Regions from separate parts of the Mus musculus genome. Here region 1 is linked to region 2. The links are chromatin contacts, called in public Hi-C maps. All regions are on one chromosome and are shown on one strand. Each heading gives the region's core, a stretch centred on a gene start, on an enhancer-like site or on the middle of the called end of the contact. The rest is flanking DNA. Distances are from core to core; before and after follow the strand shown. Region 1 has its middle 7.8 kb from the start of Gm46509. Region 2 overlaps Asap1 (ArfGAP with SH3 domain, ankyrin repeat and PH domain1).

Evidence for each region. A called contact is a pair of places that touch in the nucleus more often than the background predicts.
Region 1: a contact with region 2 is called in a Hi-C map of the N1E-115 cell line, with 3 times the contacts expected there. The contact joins two enhancer-like sites. A contact is called at or near these places in 1 of 15 datasets of contacts at CTCF or cohesin (the NIH/3T3 cell line), 2 of 484 Hi-C or Micro-C datasets (the N1E-115 cell line and myocytes), 1 of 115 datasets of contacts at active chromatin or transcription factors (pancreatic cancer cells) and 3 of 9 other capture datasets (adipose tissue, liver and pancreatic islet).

Annotation. Positions count from the first base shown.
Region 1 is chr15:64,508,498-64,514,219 of GRCm38.p6, reverse strand. No RefSeq gene overlaps it. Among named protein-coding and RNA genes, the nearest start is that of Gm46509, 7.8 kb to the right of the region's middle. Within about 2 kb of position 3,214, at least 20 of the 459 cell types and tissues checked have an H3K27ac peak or open chromatin away from gene starts, as enhancers often do. A contact at or near this core is called in the N1E-115 cell line, where this site is marked.
Region 2 is chr15:64,341,167-64,347,710 of GRCm38.p6, reverse strand. The region is part of intron 2 of Asap1 (ArfGAP with SH3 domain, ankyrin repeat and PH domain1); the gene reads left to right. Among named protein-coding and RNA genes, the nearest start is that of 1700010G06Rik, 30 kb to the right of the region's middle. Within about 2 kb of position 2,435, at least 68 of the 459 cell types and tissues checked have an H3K27ac peak or open chromatin away from gene starts, as enhancers often do. A contact at or near this core is called in the N1E-115 cell line, where this site is marked.

The DNA.
Region 1 (5,722 bases), core at 1,965-4,464, 170 kb before region 2:
ATTTTTGCCCAGTGGCTACACATTCACAATGTAGTATCCTACCTGGAGGTAGAGATGGTCAATTTCTTCTTAGAATCCACAAAAGGGGAGCTGCTAGGAACAGATATGTCTCAACAACAAAATAATAAATAGCATTAACTGTCTGCACTGGTCCCCAGACTAAATTTCTATCTCATAGGCTAAGAATCTTAAATTTCTAGTGGATTCTAGCACCTCACCTTGAGTGCCACCTGTTGAGTGAAATATTTAGAAAGCAATCCATGCCCCTGCTGGCAGGGCACTGGTGGACAGGCCAACTGTTCTCAGCCTGGCAGACTCTCTGACTCAGACTTCCAAAAGCTCTCCACCCAGCTTGCTAAGTTCCCAGGGTGGGCCACTACCATGCACTCCTCACACTTCCAAATTCCTGTGGCTGGCTAGGGTGCCCTGTCAGTGTACTTTTCTCTGGAACCCAGCTGAGCCACTGTGTGAATAAAAACACTGCACAATCTTAGTTTAGAATCAACAGATTACACAACCACTAAGCACAGTAACTAGCATCCTAATTTGTAAACTATTCTAAGTTATAAACCCTCCAGTAGTGGGTCCTGGCAGATCTGAAACCTGAAATGGGGAGGGGGGCTCCCCTACCTACATTGTGTCCTCCATCATCCCTCCTGTCCAAAATGGCAAGCTCTATTATTTTTAACTCATAAACTAAAGCTTGCCATAGTATATAAGAAAAAATATAGACATATAGAGGGCTGAGGATATAGCTCTGTTAGTAGAGTGCTCTGGGTTCTATCCTCAGCACCAAATAAACTGGGTGTTTTGCCCACCTCTAAGGATCAGTTCAAGGTCATTCTCTACTTAGAGAGTTAGAGGCTAGACTGGGATACATCAGACTCTGACTCAAGATTACTTAATTAGTCATTTAATATGTGGAGACCTTACCCTGAAAATGAACTCTAGGTAAAAAGTAGAGTCTATATAAATCAATAAGATGATTATCAATAGCAGTGCAAAAGAAAACTAAAGATCACCAAAAAATGTGCATTGCACACGCACATTTAAATGAAGTGGATAAAGATGCAAGATTCAGTGGGAGAAGCCCCTCCCCCCTCAAAACGAGATGGAGACAGGGGGTGATTTGAACAGAAAATACATCAGAGTAACAGAAGTGTTTCATGTGTTTCATATGTGGTATAGGTTGTGGTCACATGAGACTACATACCACCAATTGCCAGCTTAAAAGAAACTGCACTTCAATAAACATAGGGGGAAATGGAGCTAATGGTACAGGGAAGTGTTTGTGATGTGTAATGGCATTCTTTATAGAAGTAGCTGCATAGTAGTACAATATGATTGCAGTTTGGTCAATCACCTAATGAAGGACCATAATCTGAAGCAGGAAGTGTGCTCCTTCTGCTTCTTGCAGATATATAGTTCCGCTCCTTGTTTCCTGGGGGATCTTGGGTAACTCAATAGGAAACGGAACATATTTTCAGCATAAAATATCTCAAGACAGTAAGGTGAGAGGGAGCTCCTATAAGTGTGTATTTCCCGTCTTATCCCTCCTTGCCTCTCTCCTTCTCTCCCTTCAGTTATATATAGTTTGCCTCTTTTTGTAGCTCTTCCACCTTAAAACCATAAAAGGTGGAGAAAAAAAAACCTCCTCAAGTAAAAAGGAGAGAAAAAATGACAGCAGAAAGAGAAGACAGGAGAGGGGGAGGTAATAAGTCAGAAGATGGAAACGGCACCATTAAATGCAGTCATGGCTGGTCCCAAGTTAGACTGTGTACAAACTGAAAAATTAACTCAAAAGTGTAATCCGTGCCTTACCATTTGGAGGCAGTCCTTTCTAATCAGGTGTTACTCGATTTTTCTTTCTAGTAAGCAGTTGTTCCCAAGGGATTACAACAAAGAAAAACAAAGGCATGGAGGAAGTGTATGGACATCCCCCCCACCCCATGCTACATCCCCCACTCCTTTCAAACCTGAGCACCCTCCAAGGAAGATTCTAGAATCAGGGTCTGTCAGCAGTGACCCTGCTTGCTCCTGCTCATTTCTCCTTGACTGCTTTTCAGAGAAACCCCTGGGTGGTCTAGCACCCACCACCCATCATTGAAAGGAACTGCTCCACACATTCCAGACACCTCCCCAACAGGGTTACAGACCACCCCAAAACCAAAGTCAGAAAGAGTTGGGATTCTAGTCTCATTGATCCAAATTAACACTGACAGATCATCTCTCTCTTATTACAAAGTCCAAGCACAGAGGTTGGTTTACAAAGGATTTTGTATCTTCTGCTCGCCCCAGACCTCTAGGTTCAAATTCTTTAATAGTTCCATTTAATTCCAACTTCAGCTGCCACTGCTGCCAAGAGGTTTCTGTCTAATTCTGGCCATATCGACTTTCCCCTTGTCTGCCTGCCTAAAGCAATTATAAAGAAATGCATGAGTCTGAGTATCCAATCAGAAAGCACTATAGTGTTCTCCATCTCAGTCCTTCTCTAACCCCACTACGGCATCACCAGAAATGTGCATACACTCATTCACTTGTCTGCAAGCGGCCCTGAATACCAGGCAGTGCAATCTCATTTACCAAGCACAAAATTTTTTACTTGCCCAAGACTATACCACTCCAGGGCTGGCATTTAAGACCAGTGCCCCTTCAGGCTACCCATCATTTGTCATGGCACTTATGTCAGTATCCCGACACTGTTGACTTCTGTGCCTGTCAACTTCTAGAGGAAAAGGACTGAATTATATTTACTTTGTAAGTGTTCGACTTCCTGATACAGAATGGGCACTTGTCAGCTGTAAATAATCTGACCTGAATTCAGTAATTGTCCACATGCAGCAGTTCTTTGTTATCCCTGGGGGATACCATCCCTGAGTGGCCAGATCCACATGCTGCAAGACAGCTGATTCTCAAGCTCATTCTAGTGTTTATAATTTTATCAACAGCCCTAAGAGAGTTTGAGCTCTGGCATTTTTCACTTGTGCACACCAGTCACCTGGGATCTTGATAAAATGCAGATCTGGGTAAGATGGTAGAGTTCTAGTTGCCTCCGTGTGACACGGTAAAGATTCTGAATCAGAAAAGTAGACATGTTGAAGACTCAGAAAGAGAAGACCTTTCAGAAATCCACCAAGAGTGTGCTAGAACAGATGCAGAGTGTTGGACACAAGATAACGAAATCAACAGGAGGTGGCCCAGGCTGAACTGAGCTCCAACAACTCAGCTCCTGGCTTTCGGAAGAAAAGCAAAAACCCCATTCCAGGCCCTGATGGAAACAGATTAGCAGTCCTTCCCTTGGGGAAAACCCACAACCCTCTCAAGCTTCAAATTCCTTACAGGCTTTAGTGGGACAGTGATTCCTCTAACAGACAGGTCACCACAAGGGCACAAAAATTCCATTTTGTCACTCAGTACAACTTGGTAGCTGTGCACTATCTTCAACCCTGCTGTGTAAAAATACACTACCCAGAGCACTTGAGGACAGGAACAATCATAAATCAGGAAGCTTGAGTCTAACTTGCCATAGCACCAAGAGGGACTCCTTGGAGGCAGTCATGGACAGCAGCCTCTTGTACCTTGCCTCTCCCTTCCCTACCCTTTTCAAGCTGAGAAGATACAAGCATCAGGGAGTTGGGCTCAGGAAGTGAGTCCTATTACAGAAAAAAGTAGCCCTCCCTCTCTAACTGAGAACAACATTGGAATTTGACAGCCCAGAGCCTGAGCTCAGTAGGTGAATGAACCTCTGCAGCCATCTACCTGTCTTTCACACTGTGGAGTTGAAAAGTCTAAAGTTCTCGCAAGCACATGTGGATCCTCCAATAAGCTGAAGAATATTTGATCTTTTGAAGTCAATATACCAAAAACATAAACCAAAGTTATAATATTAAAAGCTGTAAGAGAAAAAGAGCAACTAACTCACTAACAAAAGCAACACATCAAAATATATCAGGCCTCTTGTCTGCAAACCTAAAAACCAAGAAACATGGAATGATATATCTCAACCCCTGAAACTAAGTAACTAACAATCAATATTTCTATATGTAAAATTTTATCTTTCAAAATTAATTGAGAAATAAGGTCACTATGTGACAAACACAAACTAACACAGTATGTGACTGCTGTGCCAATACTGCAGAAGATACTTAAAATAATACTATGCACAGAAGAGAAAGACTATCTCAGTCATAACAGCACACAGAAGAAAAATCTCATGGGAGGATAGTTGAACAAAGGAAAGCTTGCAGGAGTCAACCATGCCCAATACAGTAAACCAGAAAAATCTCTGATTCTAATAAGGTAAATAGAAAAGAATAAACAAATAACCAAAATATAACTAAAATAAATTATAGTAATTGGCAAGTACCAATCAATAATAACTTAAATGTAAATAACCTCAACTCTCCAATAAAAACCCACAGACTAACTGGCTAGATTAAAAGGCAAGATCCAATTATCTCTTGTCTCAATGAAACACACCACATGGGCAAAGATACTCACAGACTAAGAGTCAAAAGTTGGAAGTTGATCTACCAAGTAGAAGTAAGAGACACTGCTTCTATTTAAGGAGCAGGCCACTGAGAGTTTGACCATGCTCTGGTAAATATATAGATAACACAATTTGCACTTGAGGTTTTTTTTTTTTCCTTTTCTATTTTAGTGTTCATGGGAGGTGGTCACAGGGGTCAGGAGTCAGACACAGAAGGACTGGAAAATGTGTGTTATCAAGGTACATGGTGTAAAATTCCCAAAGAATCAATAAAAATATTATGCTGGAAAAAAAGAAATAAAAACTCATGGAGACTGAAAAATATACTTTTGCCAGATGTGTGGATCAATGAATAAATCTAGGGAAAATTTTTTTTAAGTTTCTAGAATCAAATGAAATGAAAAAAACTTATTAAAACCTCTAACTTACAAGGAAATCCATTTTAAGTGGGAAGTTTATGACTATAAATACTTTAAGTTGTCTGATATAGTTTAATGATGCACTTATCATAGGCTCTTAGAATAACAAGAATAAGCTAAACCCACTCACTAAGTGGAAATAAATGATAAGGATCAGGGAAGAAACTAATGAGACAGAAGTGAAAAGAACAGTAAACCAAGAATAAATGAAACAAAGAGAGGTTGCTTTGAGAAAATAAACATAATTGACAATGCCTAAGCTAAACCAAAGGAAAGTGTGAGAAGACACAAATTAGTAAACTTAGATTTGAAAGGGGATTCTTTGCAACTGATGCCAATGAAATTCTCAGGATAACTTGCAACATCTAAAAAATACAGATAAATTCCCAGACATATAGCATCTGCCAAAATTAAACCAACTCAAACAGACTTGTTATAAGCAATGAGATTGAAGCAGTAACAACAACAACAACAACAACAATAATAATAATATTTTCAACCAAAATCTGTCCAGGCCCAGATGGATTCATTACTGAATTCTACTGGACATTCAGAGAATAACTAACACCAAGATCCTCCATAAAACAAAAAGGGTAGGAATGTTTTGGGGCCAGATAAAGATACAACAGCAAAACTGTAAGTGGCCACCCAGATGAATATTAACACAAAAATTTTCTATAAAATAGACAAACTGAACTCATTGGTACATCAAAAGGACCATGATTCCCATGATTCAGTTGACTTATTTAAAAGTTTTGAGGATGGTTTAATATAGGCAAATCAAAAATATAATACATCAAATAAATAGATTCAA
Region 2 (6,544 bases), core at 1,186-3,685:
CCTGACGGTGATTCCAGCCTTGGAAGATGGAGTCAGGATCCTTGGACCAAGCTGACTACCAAGACAAAGTAAGCACTTGGTGAGTTCGAATGAGGCTTGAGAAAGGTTTCCTGACATTATTCACGCCCCCTCCAACACACACACACACACACACACACACACACACACATACACGAACCTGCTCATACATATGCCCACATACATGGGAACACTCATGCACACACATGCGCACCCACGGAAAAAATACAGATAGTGTACATATTCGTTTCTAAAAGTTTAGACGCAGGTAGTAGAGAGGCGCCACCGCAGTAATCTGTGAGGTCCTTTCTCTTGTTTCTGTGCTGTGTGGTTTTCCGTTTCCAAGGCTCTCATTGTCCATGCCAGTCCTCTTTTCCCTGGCCGTCAGACCAGAGGCAAACAGACACACCAAGAAGAAAGGCAGGGTATACGCTGCTTCTGCATGTATCTTGTTGGCCAAAATTGAATCCTCTGGATAAAATTAGTTGCAAAAGGGGGAAAAAAAGAAGACTTGGTTAAAATATAACCCTTATTCAGTGAGAGTAGACTTACCAAGTGTTGTCAGCATAGAAGGAGGGATTGACTAGACGAACCCATCTTTGACCGTGCTACTAACTGCTTACTGAATGGGTGCTGTTGAGAAGATGTGATTCTCTTAGCCAGACTGCTGCAGTTCTCATTGCTGGGCACAACTCAGGTGACCTTGACAATCTGCTGACCTCTCTGAGCCTCAAGATTTTTGTCTGTGAATCCCATTCATAGAGTTCTGCTAAGTGTTCTTGTGAATGAGCAGAGGCCAAGCTCTCGCCCTGTGCCTGGTGCACCATAAATGCCAAGCCCGCTTCCACGCTGCCTGCTGTTTGCAATCAGTGGTGATGCTTAGTGACTCGTCATTGTTTCCTCCACCACCCATGCCTATCTTCGCCTGCCTCTCTTACTGTTACCGCTGCCATTGCTGCTGTTGTAGCTTCCAAGACCCCCATTCCCACAGCCTCTGCTGGTCCGGACACTTCCCTCAGTGCTGTGGCTCCTCCCTCTATGCCTTCCACTCCTGGTGCAGTGCTACTTCTAGTCCCCTGAGCTCACTGACATACCACTCAGAGCATAGTAAGCTGCCATTTCAAAGATGAGAGGGAGACAGTGACTGGGACAGAGCAGATGTGATGAGCATGATACAAGTGCTGGCTTCTTTGTGTGTCAAATTCCACTTAAAATGGACGGTACTGTGTGTTTATCTTTTACTTCGGGAAAACATGTCCTTTCGGGGTACACCGGTGTCTTCATTGGTAAAGTGTGCGCTGTGCAAGCGTGAGGGTCTGAGTTTAAGCCCCTGAAGCTAGGTGAGAAGGACAAATGTGGTGGCACATGTCTGTCACCCCAGTGTTCAGGATGCAGAGACAGCCAATCTGTCTATACTTATTGAGTTCCAGGTTTGGTGAGAGACCCTGCTTCAAAAATTAAGGTGGAGAGAGATTGAGGAAGACTGAATCATGAACCTGTGGCCTACATACAGATGAACACACACATGTGTGTCTCTGTGTATCACACACACACAAACACACACACACCTTAGCTGTGATGGGACCTGAGTGGCATCACTCAGGTAATTGCAAGACTTGAATGTCTATCACTTAGATCCCTCCTTCTTTCACTGAAGGGACAAAATCCACTGCGTATCCCTGAGGCCCTAGGAACTGGGATGCAGGGTACATGCAGATGATGCGGCCTGTCTTGTGAAGCGCTGTCTCCTAGAGGTGAACACCAGAGCCTTCAGATTAAGTTCAGTGTGGGATGCCCTAGGGCCGCAGGGTGGGGCTGGAAGCCAGCCTAACCACTCCACTGAGTGACTGGTAGGGAAAAGTTCCCACATTAGTGGGTAGTCCAGTCACATGTGGCCCACATTCTGCCATGTAAAGCAGTGTTCTTTACCTCAGAAGGGGTCAGCTTTTCTTGTCTTGTCTGTCACTGTCACAGTTAGGAGCTGCCTGGCACTCCAAGCAGCGGGCTGCACTCTAGCTGTGAATTCAGTGTGGAAAAGGCAAGAATAGGAGTGGAGACTTCCTAAATTAGGCAAGACAGTGTGAATGAAGGAAAGAATGAGTAAGATCACACCACGTAGCAGAGCAGGTGTCATGGCTGGAGAAGAGGGAGAGAAACCAGAGTGTTCCTGTTTGACACCGATAACCCCAGGAAGGCAGAAAAAGCAGCCCGCTGTGACCTAGAGGGATTCAGAAACCAGCTGGCATTGCTTCTAGGGTTTTTCTTCGTACATACAAATGACCTAACTTCAGCCTGCAACCATCCACAGCCAAGCCCTGGGAAAATCCTCTGCCTTCCAAATGTCAGGGCAGACTCTATCGCTGTCATGCTGCCGGCTGTTCGGCCAAATTGAATTTCCCTGCATCCAGCTGATGTCCCTTTTTGGCCACAGGGCAGGGATCAGGAATGTGCACTGCACATGGACAGGAAACGTGTCCCAGAAGCCAAACACAAGGCTGACCTTTCAACTCTGCATTTCTAACATAGCAGAAAGGGTCAGGATGCCTTAGGGGTCTGGATGGGAAAGAAAAAGAAACGCATGATAGGAAAACAGTTTTTAAGTCCCATTGTGAAGGGCGTTTGGATATGATTGACGTGGTCTGAAAGTCCTGAGGCCACTTTCCAGTTTTGGCTGTTCTTCAGTTACTGTATTCGCCTCAACCCAAGAGCCTGGAAAGTATGATCCCGTTCCCTCTTCCTCCCTGCTTCCCTCCCTCCTGCCCTCCCTCTGCCCTCCCTCCCTCCCTCTCTCCCTTCCTTCTTGTAGAAAGTAGAAAGCTGCAGCATGCTGGATCCTGTGCAGAGCCCTGGAAATAAGTGAGAAGCCCTGAGGGCCAAGCCTCTCTGAGCATCATTCATGTTCAGTCAATGTTTTAAAAGCTCTATGCATTCTACAAATGCCTATATTTTCTTTTTTTAAGTTTGTTTTTAAAATTAATATTTTTGTTAACGTGTATGATGGATTTCAATCTGACATTTTTATATACAGATATCCTTGTGTATTGGTATTTTTATAACCCCACTAGTACCCCTCTTCTTCCTCATATTTCTTCTTCACAGTGGTCCTCTTCCTCCCACAGCAAAGCCCCCCTTCTACTTCTGTGTGTGTGTGTGTGTGTGTGTGTGTGTGTGTGTGTGTGTATGTGTGTATATATGTGTGAATGTGTGTATTGTGTGAGTGTGTACATATGTGTGTGTGAATACATGTATTGTATGTGAGTATATGTGTGAATGTGTGTGTGAGTCCTGTTTTCTCAAGTGTCTTAATAGCATAGAGTTGGTTCTACCTCTTAGGGTATTGTTTCTGTTTTGATTTTCCAGGTGAAGAGGCAAGTACTGTATCACTAAGATACTTCCTAGCACCCTTTTGAAAGTACAGGGCTGGAAAGATGGCTCAGTAGGTAAGAGTACTGGCTGCTCTTCCAGAGGACTGGGTTCAATACCCAGCACTTATAGGGCAGCTCACAAATGTCTGCAACTCCAACTCCAGGGCACCCAACACGCTTACACAGACATACATGCAGGAAAAACAGCAAGGCACATAAATGCACATAAAGGAAAAAATAAATTAAAAGGAGATATTTTCTCAAAAAAAGAAAAAGAAAAAGAAATACTTCGTCCTTCATTTCTCTCACCTGCTCACTCCACACAGCACTTTCTGAGACCCACCATGAAGTGTCAGGCACTGTACCAGCTGCTAGGATACCAAGATGACTGACACACACTTCCCATTTATTGGAACTCAGAGGAAGGCTAGCACAGTGAGCTCCCCAGGGCTACTCTAGTCCCTGCAGGCAGGTTTCACCCAACAGAGGTGGTCCTGTTCTGCATTACAGAAGGCTAGGGGTTTGGAGCCAGGGGTCAGTAGGCCACAGTCTCTGACACCTGCAGAGAGTTGCCTCACTCACCCCTAGCTCCTGTATTTGCTTTCTGACCTTGGTGCTTCTGGACTGGCAAACATGCTACCTGTTTCTGCAATGGAGTAAATTTTTTTTCTCCTGCCTGTAAGAACTGCAGTGGTACTAGATTTAGGGTTTTTTGTTTGTTTGTTTGTTTGTTTGTTTGTTTGTTTTTCTACTTCCCTGTGACCTCACCTAAATGTATACCTGATTGATCTGCAAAGATCCTGGGTTTTGTTGTTGTTATTTGTTTGTTTGTTTTGAGATAGGGTCTCGTTAGCTCAGGCTGCCCTGAACTTGTTATGGAGTCAAAGTTTGGCCTTTGAACTCCTGATCTTTCTGGTTCTACCTCCCAGGTATTAGGATTACAGGTGAATGCCAGCCTGCACAACTTACATACAGATCCTGTTTTCAAATGAATGGTCACATTTATGAATGCTGGGAAGTGGGACTTAACTTTTATGGGGCAATATAATGTATTACAACATAGCTCAGGACACTTTGTGAGGCTGTGACATCTGGGTTGCCACCCTACACGCTTGCTCTTTCAGTGGTGTCTTTACAGGTAAAGGGTGCAGGTCTGGAGAGAGGCACCGCTGATCATTTGGATGCCTGTTTCTGATTTCTAGCTGGGAAACTTGACTGGTGGGTGCTCCCTTGTGCATTAACAGGAAGTCCCTGTGGGATTCCATGCTGGTAGCTCCTTCTAGCTGCTGTCACCAGTGTTGTTTCCTAGGCTGGTAGGTGAGGGCATTGAATTCTGGGCAGAGACCTGCCTAAGGAAGTGATTCCCTACTGACAGTGCAGGCTGGTTGTGTGGCTCGGGCACATTTCCTTGCCAGTCTGCCCCAGGCAATGTATCTGTCCTTTGATGCTAGGGGTCTTTGTGAAGGTAGCTAGACTCAATGTTGGAAGGATAACCTGGCTCATGGTAAGCTAGTAGATACCTGTGCTGGGATACGACAGGATGCATTATCTCCCCACCCCCAGCCCCTCAAAGGCATTAGCCTGGCTGACCCAGCACATTTCCCATTGTAAAAGCCCCAAAGGCTCAAGTTCACCCTGTAAGGAAGTCCGTCCTCATTTTGCTGTCACTTCCCTCAGGAAAGCGTGTTAGTCACGATCCGTCTAAATGCAGCTTAAGGAGGGAAGTGTGTTTTTGGCTCACAGGTCACAAGCACAGGCCCTCCTTGTGGGGACGGCATGGCAGCATTGCGGCGGGGCTGTGGACACACGGCAACTTCAGTCAGGAATCGGAGAGATGGATGCTGGCACTCGGCTCACCTTCTCCTTTTTGTTCACTCCAGGATCTCAGCTCACAGGAAGGTTCTGAAGCCATAGTTAGGGGAGGTCTTTCCTCCTCAGTTAACCCAATCTGGGAACTCCCGCACATCACAGACATACCTAGAAGTCTGTCTCCTACTGATTCTAAATCATAAGCAAGTTGACAGTCTAGACTGACCAGCACAAACGTCCTTCAGGAACATGGCGCTCCCAAGGAGGTCAGAGGCAGCAGCATTTCAAATGGGAAACAGACACAAACCAGGTGAAAAGGCTGTCCAGCAGTGAGGAGCTGAAACAATGAAAAACAATGTAGCATTAAAAAGGTGATGGTTACTTTTTAATAGATTTGTTTATTTATGTAAATGAGTGCTCTGTGCATGCATACCTGCATGGCCAAAAGAGAGCATCAGATCCCATTAGAGATAGTTGTAAGCCACCACGTGACCACATGGATGCTGGGAATTGAACTCAGGACCTCTGGAAGAGCAGCTAGCGCTCTTAACCATTGAGCCATCTCTCCAGCCCCCCTGACGGTCACGTTTTAAAGTTACGAGGATAACGATGACATGACTGTCATGTAAGGATAAGGAGCTTTATTCTGAGGGATGTGACCTTGTTCCTTTGCCTCTCTGTCATATGGGGACAGGACAATAGGAATCAGTCCCCATCCATAGGCTTGCTCTGAGAATTAGATGGCAAACAGCTTATGAAGCTCGGGCCCAGCACCTGACATGTATCAGGAGCTCACTAACTGTTAATGGTTACTAGATCATGGTTCAAACTATGGCAAACTGTTCATAGGAAAAGATTGGAAATGATCATACAGGTGAACGCCGACGTCTTTTCCCTAGTCGATGTCTTATTTGAAGGGACTTGCTTTTTGTCACTCAGCAAATGTTGGCTGAAAAGCCAAGTGGAACATGTGACAGGTAGCCATAGGAAGCAGAATACAAATACTATGGACTGGGGAGGCGAGCTCAGGCTCACCCTTCATAGCCTTGGAAAAACCCAGATACCCTTGATCTGGCTCTCAGACATCTATCATCAGAGAGCCCCCCCCCCCACTATGTAAAGCCTTTCTGAGGAGGGGCATCTTGGTGACCAGCTAAATCCGGTGCCACTGAGGAAGACTATAAGAGGCAAAGGAGTTAAGAAATGACAGGTTGGGCTTATGACAACACCTCCATGTCTCATCCTCCTGTCCCAGTCCCTACCCAAGGTATGACAGGACAGGGATGGAACCAAAATTCTTTCACATCTCAAAGCTGTGACACTTGACATATTTCCTTGGGCTGGTACTAGTC